3 separate regions of the Sus scrofa genome follow, and all the other regions are linked to region 1. Evidence: chromatin contacts called from public Hi-C data. All regions are on one chromosome and are shown on one strand. Each heading gives the region's core, a stretch centred on a gene start, on an enhancer-like site or on the middle of the called end of the contact. The rest is flanking DNA. Distances are from core to core; before and after follow the strand shown. Region 1 overlaps LOC110255481 (a long non-coding RNA gene). Region 2 overlaps LOC110255481 (a long non-coding RNA gene). Region 3 overlaps LOC110255481 (a long non-coding RNA gene).

Region 1 (4,011 bases), core at 1,512-4,011:
TAAAATCATCAAGTTTAAAAAAGTAATTTAGGAAGTTCCCGTCGTGGCGCAGTGGTTGGCGAATCCGACTAGGAACCATGAGGTTGCGGGTTCGGTCCCTGGCCTTGCTCAGTGGGTTAACGATCCGGCGTTGCCGTGAGCTGTGGTGTAGGTTGCAGACGCGGCTCGGATCCCACATTGCTGTGGCTCTGGCGTAGGCCGGTGGCTACAGCTCCGATTCGACCCCTAGCCTGGGAACCTCCATATGCGCGGGAGCGGCCCAAGAAATGCAAAAAGACAAAAAAAAAAAAAAAAAAAAAAAGTAATTTAAAAGAAAGTTATCCAAGGTTACCAAATAATGAAGCACTCTTACCTTTCTTCTACTAACTTCAAGACCCCTATATTCTCTGGATATCTATACGCAACCACCACTGCCCAACTTAATGATCAATGTGACGAGCTGAAAAGGGTATTTGTAGAAATATAAGTTATTTGATGATATTAACTTGAATCACAAAGTTCATTCGGGTAAGTGCCCATCTGTCGGCTCTGACAACATGGTCAGCAGATTACAAGAAGGTTCTAAGACCTCCTGGGCAGCACATCTAACACACTGTGTTTTACTATCTTTCAGCACACACAGCTTGTAGGATTTATCATAACACCTCTATTCTAAGATTTAGCTCAAAGCTCTTTCTTCCAATGCAATTTTCAGTATTTTAGTATTCTATGGATGGCACATTTCCAGTAATAATATCTTTCTATTCATTATAAATTAGCATACACATACCCAAGTATTTTTTTATTTTCTTTTTTTTGCTTTTTAGGGCCATACCCATGGCATATGGAAGTTCCCAGGCTAGGAGTCGAACTGGAGCTGTAGCTGCCAGCCCATACCACAGCCACGGCAAAGCCAGATCCGAGCTGCATCTGTGACCTACACCATAGCTCATGGCAACGCCAGATCCTTAACCCACTGAGCAAGGCCAGGGATCAAACCTGCATCCTCATGGATACTAGTCAGGTTCCTTACCACTGAGTAATGGTGGAAGCTCCTACACACCCATACATTTTAAACATGGGGAAAAGCATGAAGCCTTTAGGCAAATTATATACTAGTTAGGCAAGCATATTTATTTTTCCTGCCAGAGGCCAAAGGATTAATGTGAGTATGTTAACTGGCTAATGTTAAATATTAATATTAAGAAAGAATTGGTCATTAGTCACAGAAGGAATGTCAGATAAATAATTAACATTATTTGGATTAGAGCCTAATGAATCAGTCATGGACTGAAATGTTATAGTGACCTGATCTTAGATCTTAGGATTTTATTTTATATATTTATTTTTGCCATGCCCACAGGAGATATTAGAAGTTTTAAAGCACAGAAACACCTAGGAGCATTAGTCTTTTGCCCTCCAGGAAATGCAGTGAAGGATATAATGGAGTACAGCGAGTTAATAACAGAATTTTGATTTAAATTAAACAGGGAACAAGCTACACTTTACTAATATTTGATCCATTGTTTGACACCTGTGCCAGGACTCTTAGTGCCTTTCTGCAGTCACAGGTGATGAACTACCTGTGAGTGTATGAAGGCTGGGAGGGATCTCCATAACCCAGTAGCATCCTTCATCATTCATTTATTCTATTTACTACTTTATTTTGTTCATGTTTCCCAATTACTTTGACTCATTCTACTAAGTTTGGGGAACGAATAAATTTTTTTGAATCTTCTTGACTTTTTCTGAGTAATCTTTCTCAAAATAGATCTAAATCAGCAATTTTTAATGATTCTATGATTTCTCTGAAATTTCCATTATTTGAGGAACACAATATTTTATCATGCCCTCTGAAAGGGCAAACCTTTTTCACTTATAAGTATAATAAGTGCAATAACCCTTTTTAGCACTTCAAAATAACACCAAATGTTCTGTCTCTTCCATTACTGAAGATGTTAATCTGATGCCTTTTTATTTGATTTCCATGTAATCCAAGCAAACAGTACTCTTCAGTATCTGGCCCACCAAGACTGTGAGGTCTTTTGGTCTGCAAAAATCACTCTGTCTGCTTTATAAACTGCTTTAAACCACAGATTCATTTCTTCAGAGAAATTGAAAAAAAAAACTTTTTAAAACAATAGATGCATCTGAAAGAAAACTGAGAAGCTGACATGTTTAATATAAATCTTCTTACAAACCTTCAATTTTAATTAAAGTTTCTACCAAGTAAGCCCCTTATGACTCTAACTCTATCCTGTTTTTTATTAAAAGGTAAAGTCTGACAGAACTTCAGACATCAGATAAATCCTAAAAATCCCTTAGGCAGAGCCAAATGAAAGGAAAATTTCACAGAAAGTGATCCCAGCCTTCCTCCAAAATATCCATCTTTTCTTTCTTTTATATCCCCAAAGGTGTACTTGATCCAAATCCCACACATAACTTAATTTTAATTTTGTGGTACAACTGCTCATAAAAATTTAGCCCACTAGAGGTCAAAGCCTCCTCCCTCTTTCCCAAAGAATGTTTGCATTGTTAACTTTTTGTTATTTGCAAAGGAATAGTTCCTTTCTCCATAAACCTTCTGCGTCTTTAGTGAATTAACCAGCTGTGTGGTTCTAATCACATTTCTCTTTACTGCCACAGCAAACAACCAGTGTTTAGAGATTAAGTCAAACTGATTTAAATAAAAAGAAACTTAGGATAGCTCTACAGCATGATTCCAAATGTGTATTTCCCTTTGGATCATTTATTAACCTCTTATCAGAAAATAGACCAAAGACCAAAGTACTTATTTCACTGAGAAGAAATGTGATGATTCAGTAAGTTGCTCCCTACAGAATCAATAGAAAGCAGATGTCTTATTTTTCCTCCCTGGCAATCACTGCTATATATAAGCCTTTTACATAAGATCATGTTTAGCATGTTTGTATCTAAATGTGGTTTTGTGTTACTGGCAATCACATATGAAAGATAGCTGTCCCACTCTTATTTGATTTTTAACACCAAGTTAAGTGAGATTCATTTCATTTATCACAACATAGAGCCAAAATAAATTTGTCCCAATCTATGCACAGCCATCAGGTTAGTCCAGACCTAGTTTCTTCAGCAAATGTGAAACTATACCCTTATGCTTCCCTAGACTATCTTACCCAGGTTAAGTAAATTACTTCCCAATCAAAGAAAACAGCAAGAATGATCTAAACAATAGGCTATTTCCATCATATGGTTAGCAAAGCACGCCCTACTTTTTTTCTAGATTAAGACCTTATCTTTGTTACTGTAAATGATCATGTCGGGGAACTGCCACATAAATTTTGTAAAATTTGGTTATGATATTATATTTCTTTTTTTCTCATTAAAAATTCATGCCCCAAACAAAAAGACAACAAACAGAATGGGAGAAAATCTTTGCAAATGAATCAACCGACAAGGGATTAATCTTCAAAATTTATGAACACCTCCTGCAGGTCAATACCAAACAATAAACAAAAAGCCCCATCAAAAAATGGGCACAAGACCTAAACAGGCAACTCTCCAAAGAAGACATACGGGTGGCCAAAAAACACATAAAAAAGATGTTCAACATCACTAATTATTAAAGAAATGCAAATCAAAACCAGTGTGAGGTACCACATCACATGGGCCAGAATGTGGGAATGTAAATTGGTGCAACAACCATGCAAAACACTATGGAGAGTCCTCAGAAAACTAAAAATAGAATTACCATTTGATCTAGCAGTTCCACTCCTGGGCGTCTATCCAGCAGGAACCAGGACTCAAAAAGATAGATGTACTCCAGTGTTCACTGAGCACTCTATACAACAGCCAAGACAAGGAAACAACCTAAATGCCCATCGACAGAGGAGTGGATCAAGAAGAAGTGGTACATATACACAATGGAATATTACTCAGTCATTAAAAGGAAAGAAATAATGGCATTTGCACCAACATGGATGGACCTAGAGATTACCATGTTAAGTGAAGTCAGTCAGACAGTGAGATACCAACGTCAAATGCTATCTATCACTT
Region 2 (4,013 bases), core at 730-3,229, 160 kb after region 1:
AGAGTCGTTTACTGTAGTGACATCTACAGGCACCTTCAGAGAAAAACATACTCAACTCTGAAATTAAAACATTCTCATTCCCCCAATCAGGAATTCCTGTGTGGGTTCAGACTGATGGCTAATGGCTTCAGCATACTACCACATAGAAGGGAGACCTTATTCCAGATTCACCTGAGTCTTAAAACACATCTATTGTCTCCAAAACTAATTTTCATCATTCATCTCCAATTGGCTTGTTTATGCCTGTTTCACTCACATAAGTTATGCATTTTATGCAATTTAAGTATATAAGGGAGACTACTGAGGTCTCATATGTATAGCCTTGCTGCCCTCATGCTTCCTGAGTGGTAGAAATGTGTGCTCCTGGCCCAAGATACTACCAGTGGAAAGGATGATCAGCTTCTTGCAGATGGCCTGACTTACAAGAGCTGGAAGACTGTAGAAGCCCACGAGGTTGGGTAACCTTGAAAGAGATTTTACCCAAGATGACATTTTACTTGCCACATCTGATTGACCCCAGTTCAAGTGAAGCTGTGGAGTGGTGGGTACAGGCAAAGAGAGCAGATGAAATGGGTTAGCCAGAGAGAACATCTCCTACAGTAAGATCCTGTGCAGTGTCCAAGATGAGGGAGGGGCAAAATGTCTACACTGAAAAGCCCACAATCCTGCCATGCCAGAGAGCACTTGAGAGCCAAGTAAGATCTTCTAACAGCACCAGCTAAGTAAATAAGACTTTTCTGCCTTTATATATTACTCCCATGTCCCATCCAACCCTGAGGCAAAGGATGGCAATTCAGGAAGATATGAAGTAAAAAACAAAAGGGGAACACGACTTCCTTTCCCAAAGTTCTGAGTCAGGACCAAGAGAAAGGGAAAACCTTTAAACTGAAAACAAGAAGTTCAATTTAGACTGTATTTTACTACCTTAAAAATGAAACTGAAAATGGATAGAAATTATCTCCTACATGTGAGTAAGAAAGGAATATTTGATAATGAAATTTTCAAATATGATAGGAGAAAAACTAAGCTCTTCCTAATTTTATACTAGAGCCCAGCCCATGGAGTTGGCTCAGTTGGGATTTTATTTCCTACTACCGTCTTTTCTTTTTCAGCTAATCAGTCAGCTGGTTTTAGGGAGGGCTCGAGTGAAAAAGAAGGATATTTTTGTCCTTGTTTCAAATTCAGGAAAATGTCATGGATATTAGAGTTATTCTAAAGCAGAATTATTTTATTTATAGATTTGAATTTGTATAACCATTTAAATTTCTCTCCCTCATAATAATACTTTATATAGAATGTTGCCTCTGTTCTATGAGAATACAAGGGCAAACTTCTCTTCCAGACTTTTATTTAGCCAGACGTAAACCAGATTTTTGATCCCCCAACTTTCCCACTCCCCAAAGTGAGGCTTTTATTTCCTGATCTGAATAAAGTTTCGTGGCATTGTCTGAAAGTGTCCCCCTTCTGTGAAAGCTAATTTATCTTTGCTGAAGGCTCTTCTGAATTCCCTACCCCTCACCCCCAGGAGGAAGTTCCCATGGCCAGAATGTGCTTTATGTCTCCAAATGGCTTTCGTAGGAGACTGTCTTGCAGACTGATTTACACTGATCAGACGTGAGGATTTTGAAACTTCACAAATATTTACCAAAAGGATTTACAGATACTTGGTATTTTTTTTAATAAACGCCTGTTGATACAACTGCCACATCAGCTGCCTAAAAGATAAAATGAATTACTCATCAGCATAAAATTAAACAAAAGACCCACTAGCAATCCTATAACCTCCTGAGAACCATAGGACAATGAAGATAAGGGTCCAAGGAAAAGGTTCTGGAATTATTTTTTCATCCCATGCAGGATGAATTATGCTGTTCAGGTAAGAGTAATGAAACAGAGGAAGAGGGGAGGAAGTGTTTTCAGGAACCAATTTACTGATAGTAAAGACCAGGAAGTAGTGATATGTGTTGCGCAAATATCCACTTCCTTGTCCCTTGTACACACAAGGTCCAATCACACCTCTGAGTCATCCACCAGCTGTCACTCTCCTGTCTCCAGCAATCTCCCACCTTCCCAGCTTCTTCCACTAGAACTCAGACAATGCTCAAGATTCAAGGACACAGGGATGGGGTGAAGAAGGATTTCTGTGTGTCCTTTTCCCTCTCTGGGCAGATCATTGCCCTTGCCATCACCACCATGGAGTGGGAAATCAGGAGCCAGCCAGTGCCCACTGGAGGTGGCAGAATATGATTTAGGACACAGCTCTGGATGATCTGAGAGGTTTAGTGTTAACAACATGAATTAAGAAAATTTGTTTACCTCTGAGCATTTCTTCCTCCAATTTTCCCACTTTGTCCTTCTCCCCAGCCCCAGCCTTCTTAAAAAGCTCTCCTGGGGGGAAAATTCAGCAACAACCATCCATCCAACTAAGCTTATCAAGAGGATCTCCTCACACATTACCATTTAAGGTTGCTAGCATGCTCTGGGAAATATGAATTCAAAGGCAAGAGCAACACTGAGCATCCTAGGAGCATAATAATTAACGGAAAAATTATGTATAGTGTTTACTAAACCAGAATTAACCAACCAAAAACAAGATTTGAAAGTAAACATATGAAATATATTTTTCTTTTGTCTTTTTAGGGCCACGCCCACTCTAAAAAGGTTCCTGGCTGGGAGTCCAGTCAGAGCTATAGCTGCCAGCCTATCCCATAGCTCACTGCAATGCTGGATCCTTAACCCCCTGAGGAAGGCATTAATCAAACCCACGTCTTCATGGATACTAGTTGAGGCCATTAACCACTGAGCCATGATGGGAACTCTAGACATATGAAATATCTTGAAAGAGACAGGGAAAATATTAAACACAAGAAATGGGGGTTTGGGGTGGGGGCAGGGGAAGTCATATAAAAAGTGGAGATGTTACTAGGGCAATAGATTTGGAAAAATAATTTAGGAAATTGATTAATTATTATGGATAGATACAGCTGCAGAACTAGAAGATTAAGTGGAGGAACTTGCCCAAAGTGGTACAGTATATTCTCCAAAGTATTGCTTAATGCATTTTAAATAACCTTCTATCCATTACAATCTAATATAATCTCCTTTTCAGAATATCATTTCTTCTCCCTATTAAAGTCATAATCTAATTGCCTTCCCCTCCATTCATATTACTAACCTAAAAACATAACATACCAGGGCCCAGTACCTGCATTCAGATGGAAGATGACTTCTCAGTTTTATTTTACATCTCATGTTGGTGGTGGATGCCTGGCTACACTTGTATAAATAAAAGTGTCAATCCTGGTGATTGTTTCCAACCCAAGATGGTTTGGCCTCTGACATTTTCACTTCCCAATAATGAAATTGCCTGTGACCAACACCTTCTATCATGCTCCACCCCCTAAAAATAGCAAATATAGCGCTAAATGGATAATTAATAAATAAATACATAAATCCATTTCACCAGGTACCTTATTATATAGAGTGAGATTTGACATGTCCAAGGAAACATTTATGCTGTATTCTACCATAAATTGCTCAAAAAACAAAACTAAGAGAATGGCTTTAAGAATTTGAAATATTTGTTCTTTTTTTTATAACAGGCCAATGAGTACATTTGAACACATTCAAATTTATATATTCATTTGATCTGGAGCAAAACACTTTGGACTGGGATTAGATCCAAATTCCATATACAGCCTCAGTACTAGTTGGGGATGCCATAACAGGCAGGCCCTCTCAACCCTACCATGCACTACTGCAAGTACTCTGAAGTGTAACAGTTTGAATTACAAAATAATTTCCCTAAGACCCCAGAATTTTAAGTTATGCCTTTAAAATTGTGACATCATATGAGACATATAACATGAATTCCCAGATCAAAAATAGGACATTAATTTCATTCACACTACAGAAGGTTACAGAGGAGTGACGGGAAGAATGAATTGGGGGTTTAGGATTGGCATATGCAGACTAAGGTATATGGAATGATTGGCCAACAGGGACCCAATGTA
Region 3 (3,645 bases), core at 570-3,069, 210 kb after region 1:
TCCCTCTTCCTCCTTCCATCACAAGACCCTGGAGGTACCCAGGACTGAAAGATGGAGTAAGAACAATTGAACTTTGGATGAGATAGGAGCTTGAAAACTCAGCTTGGGCTCAGTTACAGTAGTTGAAATTGACCAGAAATGTATAGAATTCACTCAAGATGTTGACTCAAGTCAGAGAAGTCTTCTAATCAACAAAGACAAAGGCAGAATTGTAGGGGAGGAAAAAAGTTCGTGTTAACTCCTTAAATGAACTGAGATTCCTAAATAAACCGGTTAGATTTGCAGGATAGTACCCATTTTTTTCCATAGGCAGGTCATTTCCACGGAAAGTAAACACCATGTTCACCAAATGCCGCGTCAATGTGCATTCTCCAGGTAGAATGAGGGAACACTAAGAACAGACGCTCTAAGTCTGGCTCCTTTACAATTTCTCTGATTTAAGGCTTAGGGCCATGGGCTAGTGGGCCAAGCAGATGCTGACTTAGCTGTAGTAAGTGAGAGACACAATGCTCACCAAGTGGTTACACTGGTCTTGGGCATATTGCATAACTCCCTCAGCTTCAATTTTCTCATAGAACATCCATGGATGACATCTATTCACGAGGCTGTTTTGAGAATTCCATTAAGTCTTCCACAATGGCTGGCACGAGAGCTACTCAGTCAATGTTCATAAAATTTAATTCTTGGTAGAACGCCTTTCTCGAATAAAACTCTACTCAATAAGCCCCACTAAAGTGAACATAAGTACCAGAAGGGCTTTGTTGAAAGACTTTTATAAAGAAGGCAAAGGTGTGGAGGATGCTTAAGGCTAAACCTCCCTCCAGATTAATGCTTGTGATTTCTGATAAATTTTTAAGCACAATACCTACTAATAACAGCCACACATCATCTCTATAATCCTGTTTAAAAACATCTTTGATGATTATGAAGTGTTCAGATTTAAGTGTGTCCCCATTTAAGATGACAGTGAATTAAATAAACAGCAGAGCTCTGAAGGAAAGAATTAGTAACAAGTATAGGTCCAAAACTAACACTTTTTAGAAAGAAATTCAGAGCCTGAGGGGAGAGAGTGAAACCAAGGGCTTAGAACCCAGCCAGCTGTCCAGGGATCCAAAGACCACAAAGGAGAGAGTGATTAAGGGTATTAACAAATGCAGAGCAACAGGGAATATTCCAGACAGAAAAAGTACACCTTTCCTTCTGAATAGAAGAGAGGGACAGCTGGAACGGAGCCTGGTCACAAAAATCTAGCATAACTGAGAGAATACTAAAAACCTTCCTTTAGGATAAAAGGAAAGTATGTTCTTAAACACTCAGAGCTTGTATCAGTTATTCCTTGCAAAATACACTCTGAGTTCTCTAGTGAGGAGTGTGTGTTTCTTTGTGTTATAACAAGACAAAGAAGCTTATTAATACACCTATGACTTTTTTCACAGATAATTATGTACACATGGCAAAGTCAAGTGCTTTTTGCTCTCTGTCTTTACTTCCAGTTATCCTTACCTGAAGAAAACTTCTATTTGGGCACCAAGATATCCCAAAATGCAAAACAAAGGCTTTTAAACTTTAGATGGACATCAGAATCAGCTTGTAACTTTTCCAAAAAACACATACTTGATTCCCAATTCAAACCATATGAATCAGAAACTGCAAGGATGGGTGGGGTCTAGGAATGTGTCTAATATAATATGTTACATACCCAAAGATATGGATATGCACCTACAATTATAACTACCAGCCATCACCATTCAACTGATGGCAGCTCCCCAAATTGTATGCGTCATTCCCCAGGGAAGGATTAATCCACCAACGCAAACTTTCTGTCAAGATAAAGCTGAGGGCTTTCCACTGTTTCACTGAGTAACCTCTGACGAACTAGCTGGGACAATTCTAACCCATTTCAGTTTCAATTAAATAGTCTAAGTGCATCCTGAACCTTTCCAAAAATAAATATGATTTTCTCAATAATGATTTATTATAAATTAACCAAAGCTAGATTCTCGTCTTAAGGTCACTAGTGGTTTTTGTGTGTGTGTGTGTGTGTGTGTGTGTGTGTGTGTGTGTTTGCCAAAGGTCTACAGCATCTGTACTTTCTGGGAAGCCCAACCATAGCACATGACAAAAATTGACCTCTTGCTTACAGGCCATTTCTCCTACTGTTAGGATTAGTTAATCAGTAACTAGCAATTGACCATCTTTTATAACAGGGCACTCTCCAGGTATCTTGAAAGGTGCTATACCTTCAACCTAGTCTGTGGTTGGGTTTTTTTTTTCTTTTTTTCTTTGATGGGGTCAGATCAGGTTGACCCTTTTATTTTGCCACACCTGTGGCATACAAAAGTTCCCCGGCCAGGGATCAAACCCATTCCAGAGCTGTAACCAGAGCCAGAGCAGTGACAACACTGGATCCTTAACCCACTGAGCCACAAGTGAACTCCAAGTCTATGTTTTTAAAAAAATTTAGAATGCAATTTGGGGAGTCAGCCCAAGAGAAAATAAGCAAGAGGAACAAAATACAACACTTTAGGGAGTTCCCGTCGAGGCGCAGTGGTTAACGAATCCGACTAGGAACCATGAGGTTGCAAGTTCGATCCCTGGCCTCGCTCAGTGGGTTAAGGATCCAGCGTTGCCATGAGCTGTGGTGCAGGTTGCAGACGCAGCTCGGATCCCGCGTTGCTGTGGCTCTGGCCTAGGCCGGTGGCTACAGCTCCGATTCGACCCCTAGCCTGGGAACCTCCATATGCTGAGAGAGCTGCCCAAGAAATGCCAAAAAGACCACAAAAAAAAAAAAAGAAAGAAAGAAAAAAAAAATACAACACTGTGATGTCAAACAATGGGAAAATAGTTTATTTTTAAAGGTGCTACCATGTAAAGGAGGGAAGCCACTGGCTGGACTTGTTGGAGAAGAATGTGTACAAGTGGCCTGAGCTGGATCCAGCAACAACCTAAGTGAAGAAAAGCTGGGGAGAGCATTGAAACTCAATTTGCAGTTCAAGAAATATTCCCGGAGGAGGTCTGTCTAACTGATCAGTGCTGGGGTTCTCTGAAGAGTAGAAGACAATGATGACGGGCACCGGGCCTGCCTCTGAAAGGCTCACACCAACCCACACCCAAGGGCAGGTCTCGATCAATTACACAAAGAACTGTTGGGAGGAAGTGACAGGCTTCTTGGAGGCAGGGGCTTTTTACACAGACCTTACATAATATAAAGAAATTCAACAGGAAGAACTGTGAGAAAAAAAATGGTTTTCCGAAGAAAGGAAGCAGGTCATATCCGGGGAGGAGCAAGTTATCGAATGTGACAAAGCATAAAAAACCTGAAAGGTCTTAGCAGATGTTTTAAAAGTGTTTAATCATATTTCAGAGAATTCCAAGTGTCACTTGGATACATTTGTCTAATTTAATAGTCAGTGTGGAGTCATGAAAATTTATGCTCTGTGGAATTACATAATCAGAGTTGTAATTTAGAAGGAAAATTCTGGCAGCAGCTTGTAGGCTAATTGGAAACAAGGGGAGGAGGGGCAGGAAACTCAGAGGCTGGCCCAGAAGTCCAAGTGGGAAGGACTGAGGTGTGGCCCAGGCCTGGCCTCTACTACAGCTGCAAGTCCTCCCTCTACCCTGAAGATTCTGGGTGAAAAGTGTCAC

Evidence for each region. A called contact is a pair of places that touch in the nucleus more often than the background predicts.
Region 2: a Hi-C map of liver shows a contact between it and region 1, with 2.0 times the contacts expected there. The contact joins two enhancer-like sites. A contact is called at or near these places in 3 of 47 Hi-C or Micro-C datasets (liver and skeletal muscle) and 1 of 2 datasets of contacts at active chromatin or transcription factors (alveolar macrophages).
Region 3: a contact with region 1 is called in a Hi-C map of liver, with 4 times the contacts expected there. The contact joins two enhancer-like sites. A contact is called at or near these places in 1 of 47 Hi-C or Micro-C datasets (liver) and 1 of 2 datasets of contacts at active chromatin or transcription factors (alveolar macrophages).

Annotation. Positions count from the first base shown.
Region 1 is chr9:86,586,465-86,590,475 of Sscrofa11.1, forward strand. All of the region lies in intron 4 of LOC110255481 (a long non-coding RNA gene), which reads right to left. Among named protein-coding and RNA genes, the nearest start is that of AHR, 77 kb to the left of the region's middle. Within about 2 kb of position 2,762, at least 3 of the 83 cell types and tissues checked have an H3K27ac peak or open chromatin away from gene starts, as enhancers often do. A contact at or near this core is called in liver, where this site is marked.
Region 2 is chr9:86,748,657-86,752,669 of Sscrofa11.1, forward strand. The region is part of intron 2 of LOC110255481 (a long non-coding RNA gene); the gene reads right to left. Among named protein-coding and RNA genes, the nearest start is that of AHR, 240 kb to the left of the region's middle. Within about 2 kb of position 1,980, at least 11 of the 83 cell types and tissues checked have an H3K27ac peak or open chromatin away from gene starts, as enhancers often do. A contact at or near this core is called in liver, where this site is marked.
Region 3 is chr9:86,796,537-86,800,181 of Sscrofa11.1, forward strand. The region is part of intron 1 of LOC110255481 (a long non-coding RNA gene); the gene reads right to left. Among named protein-coding and RNA genes, the nearest start is that of AHR, 290 kb to the left of the region's middle. Within about 2 kb of position 1,820, at least 12 of the 83 cell types and tissues checked have an H3K27ac peak or open chromatin away from gene starts, as enhancers often do. A contact at or near this core is called in liver, where this site is marked.